Linked DNA regions of Anser cygnoides: all the other regions are linked to region 4. Evidence: chromatin contacts called from public Hi-C data. All regions are on one chromosome and are shown on one strand. The core of a region is the stretch at or near the end of the contact, and the rest is flanking DNA. Distances in the headings are between cores, read along the strand shown. Region 1 overlaps SERTAD2 (SERTA domain containing 2). Region 2 overlaps AFTPH (aftiphilin). Region 3 overlaps SPRED2 (sprouty related EVH1 domain containing 2). Region 4 overlaps SLC1A4 (solute carrier family 1 member 4).

The links. Hi-C and Micro-C count contacts between places; a contact is called where the count stands out from the background.
Region 1: a Hi-C map of liver shows a contact between it and region 4, with 2.0 times the contacts expected there. The contact joins two enhancer-like sites. A contact is called at or near these places in 2 of 7 Hi-C or Micro-C datasets (both in liver).
Region 2: a Hi-C map of liver shows a contact between it and region 4, with 2.1 times the contacts expected there. The contact joins two enhancer-like sites. A contact is called at or near these places in 2 of 7 Hi-C or Micro-C datasets (both in liver).
Region 3: a contact with region 4 is called in a Hi-C map of liver, with 17 times the contacts expected there. The contact joins two enhancer-like sites. A contact is called at or near these places in 2 of 7 Hi-C or Micro-C datasets (both in liver).

The regions. Positions count from the first base shown.
Region 1 is chr3:670,250-673,365 of Taihu_goose_T2T_genome, forward strand. The region is part of intron 1 of SERTAD2 (SERTA domain containing 2); the gene reads right to left. Among named protein-coding and RNA genes, the nearest start is that of SERTAD2, 63 kb to the right of the region's middle. Within about 2 kb of position 1,537, at least 1 of the 3 cell types and tissues checked has open chromatin away from gene starts, as enhancers often do. A contact at or near this core is called in liver, where this site is marked.
Region 2 is chr3:606,004-608,985 of Taihu_goose_T2T_genome, forward strand. All of the region lies in intron 3 of AFTPH (aftiphilin), which reads left to right. Among named protein-coding and RNA genes, the nearest start is that of AFTPH, 19 kb to the left of the region's middle. Within about 2 kb of position 1,603, at least 1 of the 3 cell types and tissues checked has open chromatin away from gene starts, as enhancers often do. A contact at or near this core is called in liver, where this site is marked.
Region 3 is chr3:952,473-955,371 of Taihu_goose_T2T_genome, forward strand. All of the region lies in intron 1 of SPRED2 (sprouty related EVH1 domain containing 2), which reads right to left. Among named protein-coding and RNA genes, the nearest start is that of SPRED2, 31 kb to the right of the region's middle. Within about 2 kb of position 1,354, at least 2 of the 3 cell types and tissues checked have open chromatin away from gene starts, as enhancers often do. A contact at or near this core is called in liver, where this site is marked.
Region 4 is chr3:803,944-806,687 of Taihu_goose_T2T_genome, forward strand. SLC1A4 (solute carrier family 1 member 4) reads left to right here. Exons shown (of 8, transcript XM_048060750.2): 8 at 88-2,744. The coding sequence ends at 322. Among named protein-coding and RNA genes, the nearest start is that of CEP68, 8.8 kb to the right of the region's middle. Within about 2 kb of position 1,453, at least 2 of the 3 cell types and tissues checked have open chromatin away from gene starts, as enhancers often do. A contact at or near this core is called in liver, where this site is marked.

The sequences.
Region 1 (3,116 bases), core at 287-2,786, 130 kb before region 4:
GAATTAGGTTTTAAAACTTCATTTTGCAGCTACCTGAAGTTAAGACAAAGCTGCCTTTAGGCGTCTGAAACTAGTCAGACCTGCTGTAGCAGTTGCACAGTCTGCTTCAAATATGCCCTCCACGCTCCTTTCAACCTCCACCCCAACATATATCCGCATAGTTTGCCTCCAATCATGGGTGGTTCTTTCTATAGCACAGTTCGCTCAGCCTTATTGCCTGCCTGGCACGCCAGGAGCTTTTCAAAGACTGATGTTACAGGCCTCGGTACGAAAAAGCTTGGAAACTGCAAAGGGAGGAGTTGGTAATTGTCACGTTTCCACTGAAGGCGAGCGCGGCTCAAACAGCTCAGGGGGTTCTGGGGAGGTCGAAGATCTGGGATCGAGAGAAGAGTTTTTTTCATTACAGATCATCCAAGCAAGTTTTCGGGTGAGTTTAGATCTTTCCACCAACTCAGGGTTCCTTTGAAAAAGGAACTTCTTTCTTCTGTTACTTCCATGTACCGCCCAGTTTTAAAAATAACATTAAAGAAAACAACCCACTTTTGCACTTTTCTCTTTTGTGTTCATAACATAGTAGAATACAATTTTATTCAAACTTCCCTGGAAGCAGAAGCTGCCAGATGAAATCAAATATGTCTTACTGGTGTGAAAGCAATGGAAACAAGCTTTGGCTCCCAGTAATTACACGGACTGAGATTCATGTCATTCAACGCCACTTAAAACTCAATTCCAATGTGTTATTAACGAGACGTTCCTCGTTAAGCCCACTGCTCATCAAAACACCGACCAGGTCATACAGACTGGGAACTTGGGGCGTTGTAGGGCAACCCTACAGTTATGTACCATGCAGGGCAGAGGACCGAATCCGGCCCTGTGTTTGGACAAGTGATGGCTCGAACTTGCACCCAGGGGACACTGAGCACGGCTATGACACACAGCAGCAGCCTGGCCCCTCTGATGTGGCAGTGGCCGCTGTCTCACTTGCCCCAGATGAGGCCTGGTCCTCAACGGAGCGAAGGCATGAAAGGCTAAAACTTGCTCTCTGGTGGCTCCCTGGCTCCGTAAGTCTTTTCCAGCTACCTTGCTCCTCGCCACAACTTGACGCCTTTTCTGAAGCCCGTCGGCGCCATACCCTCACGCTGCTCTGTGTCCCCAGAGATGGTCCCGGCTCTCCCTCGAGAACGCCCCTCGAAGCAACTCTTCCCCAGCCAGGAATTCCCCTTCGAGCTGGAGGAATCTCCCGGCCGCTGGTCGAGCATGGGAGCCTTCACAGCTCCTCCCGGTCGCTGTGCGCTGACACAGAGCATCTGACACACTCGGCCAGGCGAACGGCGCCGCGCGGTTTCTATTCTGCACAGTGACACACCGTCTCGTCCCCGCATGGTTAGCAGGGAGGGCAGGGACCCCACTGCGCTCGGTGCGGCACCAATGCGGGACGTGCAGGCTTATTTCTTCCACAAAGCTGCTGCAATCTCCCAGCCACGTTTGCTTTGAACTTTGTTTTTGCTCGACTTCAGTGCACCCAACGGCAAAGTTAGCGCTGCATTTACAGGGCTGCCTTTCCCCGCTTGCGTTAAACAGTCAGCATTGTTATTTTATTTTTTTTGAGTGTTTGCACTGGTAATGCTGAACAAACCGAAAAACCTGAAGCCTCTGCTATAGCAAACACAAAAACTGACTTTGTTTATAAAAGAATTAAAGAACTAACACATGTTGGAGGGTCTCTCTCCACTTACAGAAAGCAGGCACTTCTTCATGACAGCACAGTGTTTCTGACTGGCAGAAGTTTGGACGTAAAACAAGCGGCAGAAAACACGCAATGCTGGGCCCCCAGAGAAAGTCGGCACTGTTCTGGGATTGGCAAATTCGACTTCCTTCAAACTATTAATTAGCAAGAGATTCATCCACACTCGAGGCCCGTGCGCACTGCCAACCTGCTTCCATTTAAACTGGACCTTGCTCCCTCCTCGGGTACACTCGTGATCTTTGGACTCGGTAGCTGAGAGCTGCTGTTTCTGGCACTGATTTGTGCGTGTGCGCCTGCTCCGGCGCTGCTGCAACTGGAGCTGCCTCCTCCTGCGCCGCTCGCACGTAGAGAGCTGGCTCGGAAGAAGGTGTATCCCTGCTATCCAGACCTTATAAAAAGTAGATTACCAGAAAACTACTTACACTTTCAGAGCGCTGCGTTCTCCCCGCTTGACAGATTACACTTTAAGATGTTACATAAAAGCAAAAATGGTCACAAGTATTTTGGATCACCTGTCTGGCGTTAGCGCTCTCGGAGATGAACTGTGCCAGGAGTGTTTTACATCAGTGTGAAAAAAGTCAGAGTTCCTGAAAGGATTTTTTTTTTCCCCTATGAATTATTTATTGGAAAAATAAAAGCAGCTTGTGTAAATGATGGCAAAATCCTCCAAACTAGATACCGCATAAGATCTGTTGTACTTCATGGAAGCTAAAAAAAAATTGGAATATGAAATTTGAGGGTTTCCTTGATAGTAGTACATTATCTCAAACTCCTTGATGCCTCTCAGGCAGCCAATTCGAATGCCTGGATTATTTATATCATTATTTCTACCAAAACACTGAGAGAAACAGTGGCATTACTTCATCTTTCCCATTAAAAAAAAATAGCAGGTGTACAAAGGAATACAATTACATTTCTTAATAAATCAGCACCTACAGACGTATTTAATGTTCTTAAAGACTGCTTCATCTACAGACAAAACCTGAAGTACCTACGGCTAGCAAGTTTCTTTTTGTTTGTTTTTAATCAGCTTCAGAGAGAAAGAAATCAGCTCGACACAAAAAATCAAAGTGCTGTTTTAATATGCACAAAGTCTAGCTTCATTCGTTAGCAGTCCAATCCAGTTCCTGCCGAAAAGGAGTGGGCGGTTTTTGCTACCAACTTAAATGGAAGTAGGATCAGTCACGAAAGGAGGAAAACCTACAGCTGTGCTGTTAGGTGCTGCGGTGTGTGCCTGGACAATGGAAGTGCCCCCTAGGACCAGCTCTCATATACCTGCCTGGCAGCACAAAGTGATAGCCTCCTGCTATCTCCACCACCACCACTGGCTTGCTATGTTAAATCACATTCAAAGGATACCACCTTAAAA
Region 2 (2,982 bases), core at 353-2,852, 200 kb before region 4:
ACCTTGTGCATTAATCCCCTTTATGTGACCACACAACACGTGTTTGTAAGGAATATAAAGCTCACAGTGCAGCTGTTTCCATGAGATAGTGCTGAACATTAGTCAGCTGAGGGGGTTACTCTGCAGCATTGTGTGTTAACAATATGGAGAGGATTTAGCGAAGCACAAGAGCAGTTTTTACTTACAGTAGGCACGGAGGTGGGTGGTACAGCCGTGCCTAGCCATGTTCAGGGAGTATAAGCATCTCTAGAGGAGGCGAAGATGAGCAGTGGTTTGTTTGGAAGGCCAAAACTCTTCCATGGTTTAGCTGAGACTTAACAAATCTGGAAACGGGAGAAAGGGAAATATAAACAACCCTTCAAGCAGCTTTTCAGATCCTCTGCTTATCAGAGAGCCTGTGTGCCGAAGCTCGACCTCTTCAGATTAATCAGAGTGGATGATGTACAGCTCCTGAGCTGCAAGTGTGCATCAAGACAAAGAAAACCCTGCATCACTGTCATGTTGAGAGCACTTCTTGGGCAATGAATGAATAGTCATCCTCTTGGAAAAAACGTAGCTACGGCCATAAAGACTTCAGACTCCCTGTTCACTAAGATAAATTAGGGTACTGTTGGCTAAATTAAGTTCAGACAGTTGGGTAACAACTTGCAGTATAAACTTATCTGTCTGGAAAGGCTTTTTTATGTTCATAGCATAGTTTTTAAGGATGTTCAGCTGAATAACAGACCAAAACAGACCATTAAAAGTATCTCATAATTGCTGTAATTCAGAACAGGCTGGCTAAGGGGATCTTACAACAGAAAATAGCTTGGGAGGAAGAACTGGTGTAGCATTTCTGTTCATATGCCACAGTCTTTTAAAAGTTATTTTCCATCTTGTACACGTAAGTTTTGTCTACCATACTTCCTCTCAGAGCCTGGCTGAAAAATCAGTACACCACCGCTAGATAATAATAGCATGACTGAAATGGGAAGTAAGTTTTATGTGGTCTAGTGAGGTAACTATTAAACTTCATTTTACCTGCATGGAAGACACAAGATTTGATACTCTCCAGCTGAGGGAGAATAAATGGATGAGCCTTCCAGCCAAAGAAGGGAGACAGCTTCACATTTCTACACTTAACTTGCCTGTGGTTTATAACTCTCTTGCATCAAGCAATAAAAGACACCACTTGATTGCATAACTAAATAGCATCCTTGCTGCCTTGTAACTCTTGGTTTAGGACCATTGTTTCCATTATAAAATATCCGCAGAAATAAATGCGGATAAATAAGAATGAAACACTTTTTTTTTTTTCCCCAACCTCTAAGAAATTTATGGCGCTGTGTTAAAATGAACTTCTTTTTAAGAGGAGAATGGGGAGAAGAAACACGCTGGGATCGTGAGAAGTGAAGCTGGTGTTCTATGCTAGCTTTGCTTCTCCTCTTGGCTCGGTTGTTGTGCCTGCAGCGCTTCTCCCATTGCTTGGCGAAGGTGCTCTGTTTGCTAAGCACAGCCTGCACATTGGAGAAATAAATGTTGCTATGTGGAAGACCAAGTGGTTTTTAATTTAAGCAGTTGCAGTCCGTAAACTGTTCCAAATTAAAAAACTGCCCCTATGTAACTGGGAACTTAGTGGTTTGGTTGTTTATGTGTGCTTAGTTAACTGTTCATGTCTGTTTCTTAGTGCTTGAGCCCAGAAGACCTCGAGACCCTCTGAAGTTGGTGGGTTTGGATCCTTTGGTGATTTGTAGCCGTTAAAGTGGTGGAGCTAAAAAAATGGATTTTAACTGTGTGGTCCTGTAGGTTAGCTCTTAAAAAGGTGATGAAGTTACGGAAGTATACAGTGAGTTAGTTACACAGCGGCGAATGTGTTGATGAAAATATTGTTTGGGTATTACAAAACACAGCAAAGGGAGTTTCTCACTAAATGTCTACATAATATTGAAATGGCCGTAAATTCTTGTAAGAGGCCCTCTCAGAACAGTGGGTGTGTAATATCAAATAAGATCTCTCTGGTTAATCAGTTTCTTTTCTTGGCTTCTGGCCCCTGATCTTTGATCTGCCTTTTTTTTTTTTTTTTGAGAGAGCCTTCACCGAACTTCTGCATTCTGGAGGCTGGTCATGCCTCTATCATTTCAGTCCATCTGTAAATTATACTTTTAGCATTCCTTCAAATGCCCATTTCTGTCTCCTTTCTTATGTTCTTCTGCCAGATAAATGTGGAATATCTCATTTTTCTGACTAATGTACTGCAACTTTTACACTGTTTTTATTTATTCTTAGGTCTCCTGGTTGTGCGTTCAGTAGACACAAACAGCCCAGAGCCTGAGAGTTTCTTCCTCTGTATCCTCTTTTCCCCTGTAGCAGGAGAAGGGGGCTGAAGGGATGCTCCACTTCTCACCCTCCCCCTTCAGGGGACAGCAGGCTGCCCTGGACTTCGAGCAAGAGCCAGGTGGGGTAAAGGAGGGGTTGTGCTGAGAAATGGGGCTGCCTCCTCCAGTGGAGAGAGGGGAGGCAGGAGGCACAAAGCGCCGCTCTGCTCCATAGCTTACGGCATGGGGGTCGCTCACTGGATGAGCTGTCGTGTGCTGATGTGTGACTGGCACCACAGACAGAAGCAAGACATCTTTTTTTTTTTTTTACCCCCTGTGCACAGAGTTCCCTGAAACTTCACCCAGGGAAGCATTATAGTAGTTCAGTGGTGAAAGCTTCAATTCACATGGACCTTTTATGTAGTGTAGCCCAAAAATATTGTCTTTATGGCAAGCTTCAGCACCTCTTTTTTTCACAGCTCTGAAGAGCAACAGTGACCCGTCTCTGCTGAGTTCATGTGCAGACAGCTGGGGTGGATTTAGCGTGGCCAAGTAGAGTCCAGGATAGTGTTGCTGAAGGAATGCAGTGATTCTGTAGTCTTGTGATGAAGAATAAGAGGAAAAACAAATTTTATAAACCGAGAACTTTGGCCTTTCAGCTCAGAGGGCTGATCTTGTCCCCCTGTTC
Region 3 (2,899 bases), core at 104-2,603, 150 kb after region 4:
GTTTTTACGGTAGCTCCTTTCACTTCTGGAGAATTCCCATTATATTTCAACCTCTCTTCGGAGGTCAGAAGCACTAGATACAACCTTCCTCCCCATCCTCCTGCAGAAGTCATCCACTCAAACTGCTGCTTCGCCTTCCAGGCTTGAAAACTGCTGCCTGCAATACAGCTTCCTGTGTGATTTACCACTCAGCTTTAGGGGAGCAGCCAGAGCCTTTGGCTATCCCAAAAGGAACGCAGTCTTCAGTTACTTTGCTTCAGAAATCATCCATTTAAAGTAAAATCAAGAAATCAGCAGTTACTTGGTACTTTGTATTTTCCACCAATTATTTGCATTTCCATCACCTCTCAGTGATTTCTAGGCTCAGAGTTATTTCAGCACACTAGCAGACGCCTACACGTAAAATTTAGGTGCTCTGACTACCATCCCTCCCCATTAAAACCACCTTGTGGTGGGCCACGGAACCATCCGGTTTTCATTTTCCTGTCCACACTGATACGGTGACAACCTCTGCTGCCGAGGCCACCAATTTCACCCATGTGCCCAACAGCTGCGTGACACCCATTAGGGGAAAAGCTGGGTGCTTCGTTAACTCAAACTGACGATTATATTTTTGAGAGGCATTTTTCAGAAGCCAGCATGGTTGGGCTGTCCCTGACATCCTCAGCTGGGGACACCTCCTGCACCCCGATCAGGCTTGTGGGAAGATGGCCAGGTTTTGGACCACGGTTTGCCTACAGCCAAGACGCTCTTGTGATAACAGAGGGCCAGGGGGAAACAAGCTGGGACGGCAATTTTTTGGACCCAAACAGAGCAATTGAGTAATTTGCTTTAACGGGGAGAGGACGTATTGACGGTGCAGAATCGTTCGCTGGCTTTCCAAGAATACATGGTGGGGGACGAACTTGAAGGAACTAGATTTTGACATGGAAGGAATACTTGAATTTTACTCTGTTCCTCATTGCTCACCATCTCTCGCTCCCACCCATCCAAAATACCATATAAACGGAAGTCCTCCCATTTTGAAAAGCTACCTCCTTAAATACATCGAGCAAGGGAAGCTAGTTTCCATCCCCCACCACGGCGAGAAGACCTCTGCTCCCCTATTAGAAAAGGACCTTGTCCTGCAGAAGGGTTCACCTTTGGCAAGGTAAGCAGAGTGCAGCGGCTCTGGCTCCATTCACATAATCCCTTGGCACACTTTCCTACGGGATCAAAAGTCATGAGTGACGCTGCGCTGACCCGGGAGCCCGGACCCGCTCCTACCAGGCTCCAGCCACAGATGTACGTTTCCCAACACTTAGCTGATGCCAAGGGACTTAGGAAAGTAAAAGAAAGAAAAACAAACAAACAGAAAAGCACCAAAAACCAGAAGGTTAAGGCTTATTAGGGATTGACGGCTTAGTGTAGTCACTGTATGAGGACTTACAAGCTGCATGTTGAATTTTCCAGGCTTCATTAAAGCCAAAATCGTGTCTGCAGTTTCTACCCATAAGCCTAGAATAGGCAGTGCTCCTTCCCCTCATGCCAGCGTTGATAAATGCCTGGGAGGTCCTCAAATACTTCAGGTCCATATACGGACCTTGCTTCCTTCACATGAAAGCTGTTTATTTTCGTTGTGATTTAACTTTATGTGAATGCACCAAGGCTCTGGCTACTCGCAAGCCATCACACGCCACCCAGCTCAGGAGCAATCTGCAGATCCCACGGGCACCTTGCTAGTTCAGAGCACCATGAAGCGAAAACAGCCACGTTGAAGCCAGCCCCCTTCACTTTTATGGTGGCAGCTGGGCAATTCGGCTATTCCAGGAAGAATGGTAACGAGGTAGGTGAAAATACTTGGTTTGTTTCTATTAGCAAGATACTGACTGTCCCCAGGATTAGATAACGCACATCTTTCACGTAGTTAAAAAAAACAAAATAGCCAAAAATCCAGCAGTAGCCTTAGTTCCCCTCGTTTTATGGGCTTCTAAAACTTTAAGACCGCTCTAATTGTTGGGTTTACGGCCCGCATACTACGCCTTTCATGCAAACTATTCTTAATTACGCTCTTAAATGGAGTCCTGTGCTATCTTAACCCTACAGATTCGTCTTCAGCAGCATTAAAAGCTGCAGAGGAAAGCATCCGCAGGGATCACCCAGCTGCATGGCAGCCGGCCAGCTGCTGCTGGGGCTGTCTCAGGTTGTTGGCCAGCCCCACCCAGAACAAAAACCATAATGAACCCGGGGAGGAGAGGTAGTGCAGCAAGCCACGTGCTGCTTTTATTGGAAGGGAAAGAGAACCCTTTAAAAATTATAGCTCGTGGGTGTGCATACGTACATATAAAAATATATTAAAAAAAAAAAAAAAGTGTGTGCGTTTGTAATTGCTGTTCTGAAGGATATTGAGAATTTTCCTAAACACGAAGTGACTGAATGATTATTTTTGAGATAACTGAATCACAGCTGCATTACCTAACTTTTACAAAGCATTTGTGCGTCTAAGAGACTGGCTCCATTCACGGGGGATACAAGCACTTTCCTGCACTTTGTAATTCCTTTGTCAGATAAAGCTTCCATTTTTCATTTAGCTGGAGGATGGGAAATGGCACCCTTCAGATTTGAGGATGGGGGGAATAAAGTGTCTGGGCCTATTTTTCTCCTAGAAGCCCTTAACCTCTAAAACACTTCCTGAACACCTTCTGTAATTCAATATACGTATATATATTTTTAGGAGGTAGCAGTTCTTTGCTAGCAAGGCTAGTTGACCAGAACATAAGCTTACAATTTTCCTCACTAACACTGCCACAAGTTCCTTCATTATTTTCTTCCCATCTTGACTTTCCAGCTTGCAAGGCCAGGAGAGATTCAGGTCTCAGACAGAACGGTAATTGCTCCACAAAGATCCAATCCGAAATTT
Region 4 (2,744 bases), core at 203-2,702:
GAGATGAATTTGGCTCTCCTTACGGTGTTGTAACTCTCTTAAACTAAAAGGCCACTGCTTTGTTTTCTTGTTTTTAATCTTAACCAGGGACCGAACCACCACAGTTGTGAATGTGGAAGGGGACGCCCTAGGAGCAGGTATCCTCAATTACCTGAATGAAAAAGACAAGAAAGATAAAGAGCAGGAGCTAAAAGAAGTCAGCGTAGAAGCAGTTGCTAACAGCAAGTCTGAAGAGGAGACGTCGCCTTTGGTAACCCACAAAAACCAAGTCTCCAACGCAACCAGTACAGCAGACCCTGAATCCAAGGAATCAGTATTGTGAACTAGAGGCCGTTTGTTAACACGCGTCCTAGAAGTGGACCGGGGACTTGTTAACGCACCTAGACGTTTGCAGTGCTAACAAGGGCTGGATGGCTCTTGAAAGTTTTAAGTTCCAGTCTGTTTTCAAATTTGCTGACCACAGGAAGGGGAGGGAGGTGGGTTGGGAAGAGAAGGGGCAGCGAGAAAGAACGCTGGCTTTATGATAGTGTTTTGATAATTCCCATGTATACATGTATATATGTGTTGCATGTACACACACATATACATGTAGGGGAAAGCAATGCCATTTGAGACTTCTGTTTTTACAAGAGATCTGTTAGTAAAGGCCCTTATGAGTTGGAGGTGGGGAAGTAGACAAATCCCAGTAAATGCTTATCGTAGGGAGAAATTAGTAAGCTTATTGTGCTGCTGTTCAAATGGAGATACAGTTTAGAAACTCCAGAGTGGGTGAGAATGTTGCTTTAATTTAGTTTCTTGCCTGGAAACAGTTACTGTCAATTATACACACAATATGAAGCAACATTTTTCTCCCACTCCGCTTCCTCTCCTGTTCTCCAGTCACTTGAAAACATCAAATAGAACCTGGAAAGTAGTTGTTTTTTTTTTTTTTAAGTGTCATATCTGAATTAATCACAGGGGTCCAAACCTTGTTCCATTCCCCCGCTGCATTGCAGCTCGTAGCAGCTTTCTTGCCTTTTGGTGAGTAAATCCCAAACTTTGGAACCAAACGAAGGATATCTTAGAGCAGATCAGGAACTGGTTTTCTCCTCCCCTCTTAGCAAGTTGTTGAGAAAAAAGTCCAGAGGAAGCACAAATTTTGTTAAAGTAATCCCTCTGGGGCTTAAAAAATGTGGAGTCTGTTCCAGCATAAATATGTCTAAAAGAGGCTTGCCTGTGACATCAAGAAAGCAAGAAGTCAGTTCCCTTCATGAATACACACATGCACCTTTGCTAGCACTCCATGTCCTGCTCATGTTTGTTTAGTGGGTCAGTCCAAACAAATTAAGCCATATCCCTTTTCCGGCAAAATTGAACAGGGGAGAAAAAAATCTGAACACATGTGGGAACTGACGACAGGCAGGTCTGATTGTTGGCTTGAAAGGGGAAGAAAGGAGGTGAGTTTCTAACCTCAGTGATCTCTGGAACAGTTGCATACCTGTTCCTGCTAGGAATTTGGTCCTGTTACAAATGTTCAGTGATCTCTGAATGTTGGGACAGTTGTATCCCTTTTCCTGTTGGGAATTTGGTCCTGTTACAAACGTTCAGTGATCTCTGGGCGTTAGGACAGTTGTATACCTGATCCTGCTAGGAGTTTGGTCCTGCTACAAATGTACTTCCAGCAGCAGCTTACATTTACTTCTGGGTGGTGCTGGGCTGGGGTAATGCTTAATGGCAGATGGTAAACTTTGCTTGAAGCTGATCCAGATGCTTCTGGATTCTGACTCCACCTTTTTTCCTTTACCACAAACTTCCTGATTTTGCACCCCAAACCTGATCAAAGTCCGGCAAACATTGCAAAAGTCCTGTTGATTTCTCTTGGCATTTTGGACAGCAAGTAGTTACAAAATGATAGCTGTGCATACGCCAAGATTTGCCTGGACTTGTGACACTTTCCTTTGGCTGCTTTAGCGAGATGAGTGCATGTGGTCAGTCCTCCACACTGTTAACTCAGTAATATATATTTACACTTAGCTTTGATGTACAATAATGATAAGTCTCCCCTTTTCTTTCTCCTCTCTTGCTTCAGAGGAAGCTATCTTGGAAAGATATCCAGTTGCTGATGTTTATGTTCACGGCACTAGGAAGAGGCAGCTCCAATTTTATAGCAGCAGCAGCCTTCATTTGCAAAGCATCTTTCCTGGTAAAGGGACACAATGAATTTTGCAAAAAGACGCTCAGAATGAGATGTGGCCACCTCTGAGGGAGAACACAGTGAGTGCGTCATGACTGGCTGTTTAATTGTGTGCTGCAGCACTATGCAAACAAAGTAAGAAAGGATTAGTCAGCCCACTGTGAAACTACAGGTGAAGTTTGTTTTTAACCGGCTTATTTATAGCCATGTCCACAAAATCGGATCAATCGTTGGCTCAATTTAAAAATGGAAGAAGACAAATACAATTCTCTAGGGACATCCTTTGGCCAATATTTATTATTTCATTTTTGGCAGATCAAGACCTGCTGAAACTTTGCATTTCCTCCCGTTAGAATCATCCCAATTCCTTTCAACTCAGGAAACCAAAACTGTGCTTTGTAGCTGACAATGAAAGTCAACAAATAAGAAGCGTTTTGAAAAATGTTTGAGGTTTGAAAAAATGGTTCTCTACCCCCCCCCCCTTTTTTTAACAAGTCTAAATGTTTCATGGAAAAATGTGAATGCACCAGAACTGCAAATATTTTGATTTTAAAACAGTATATGGATACTT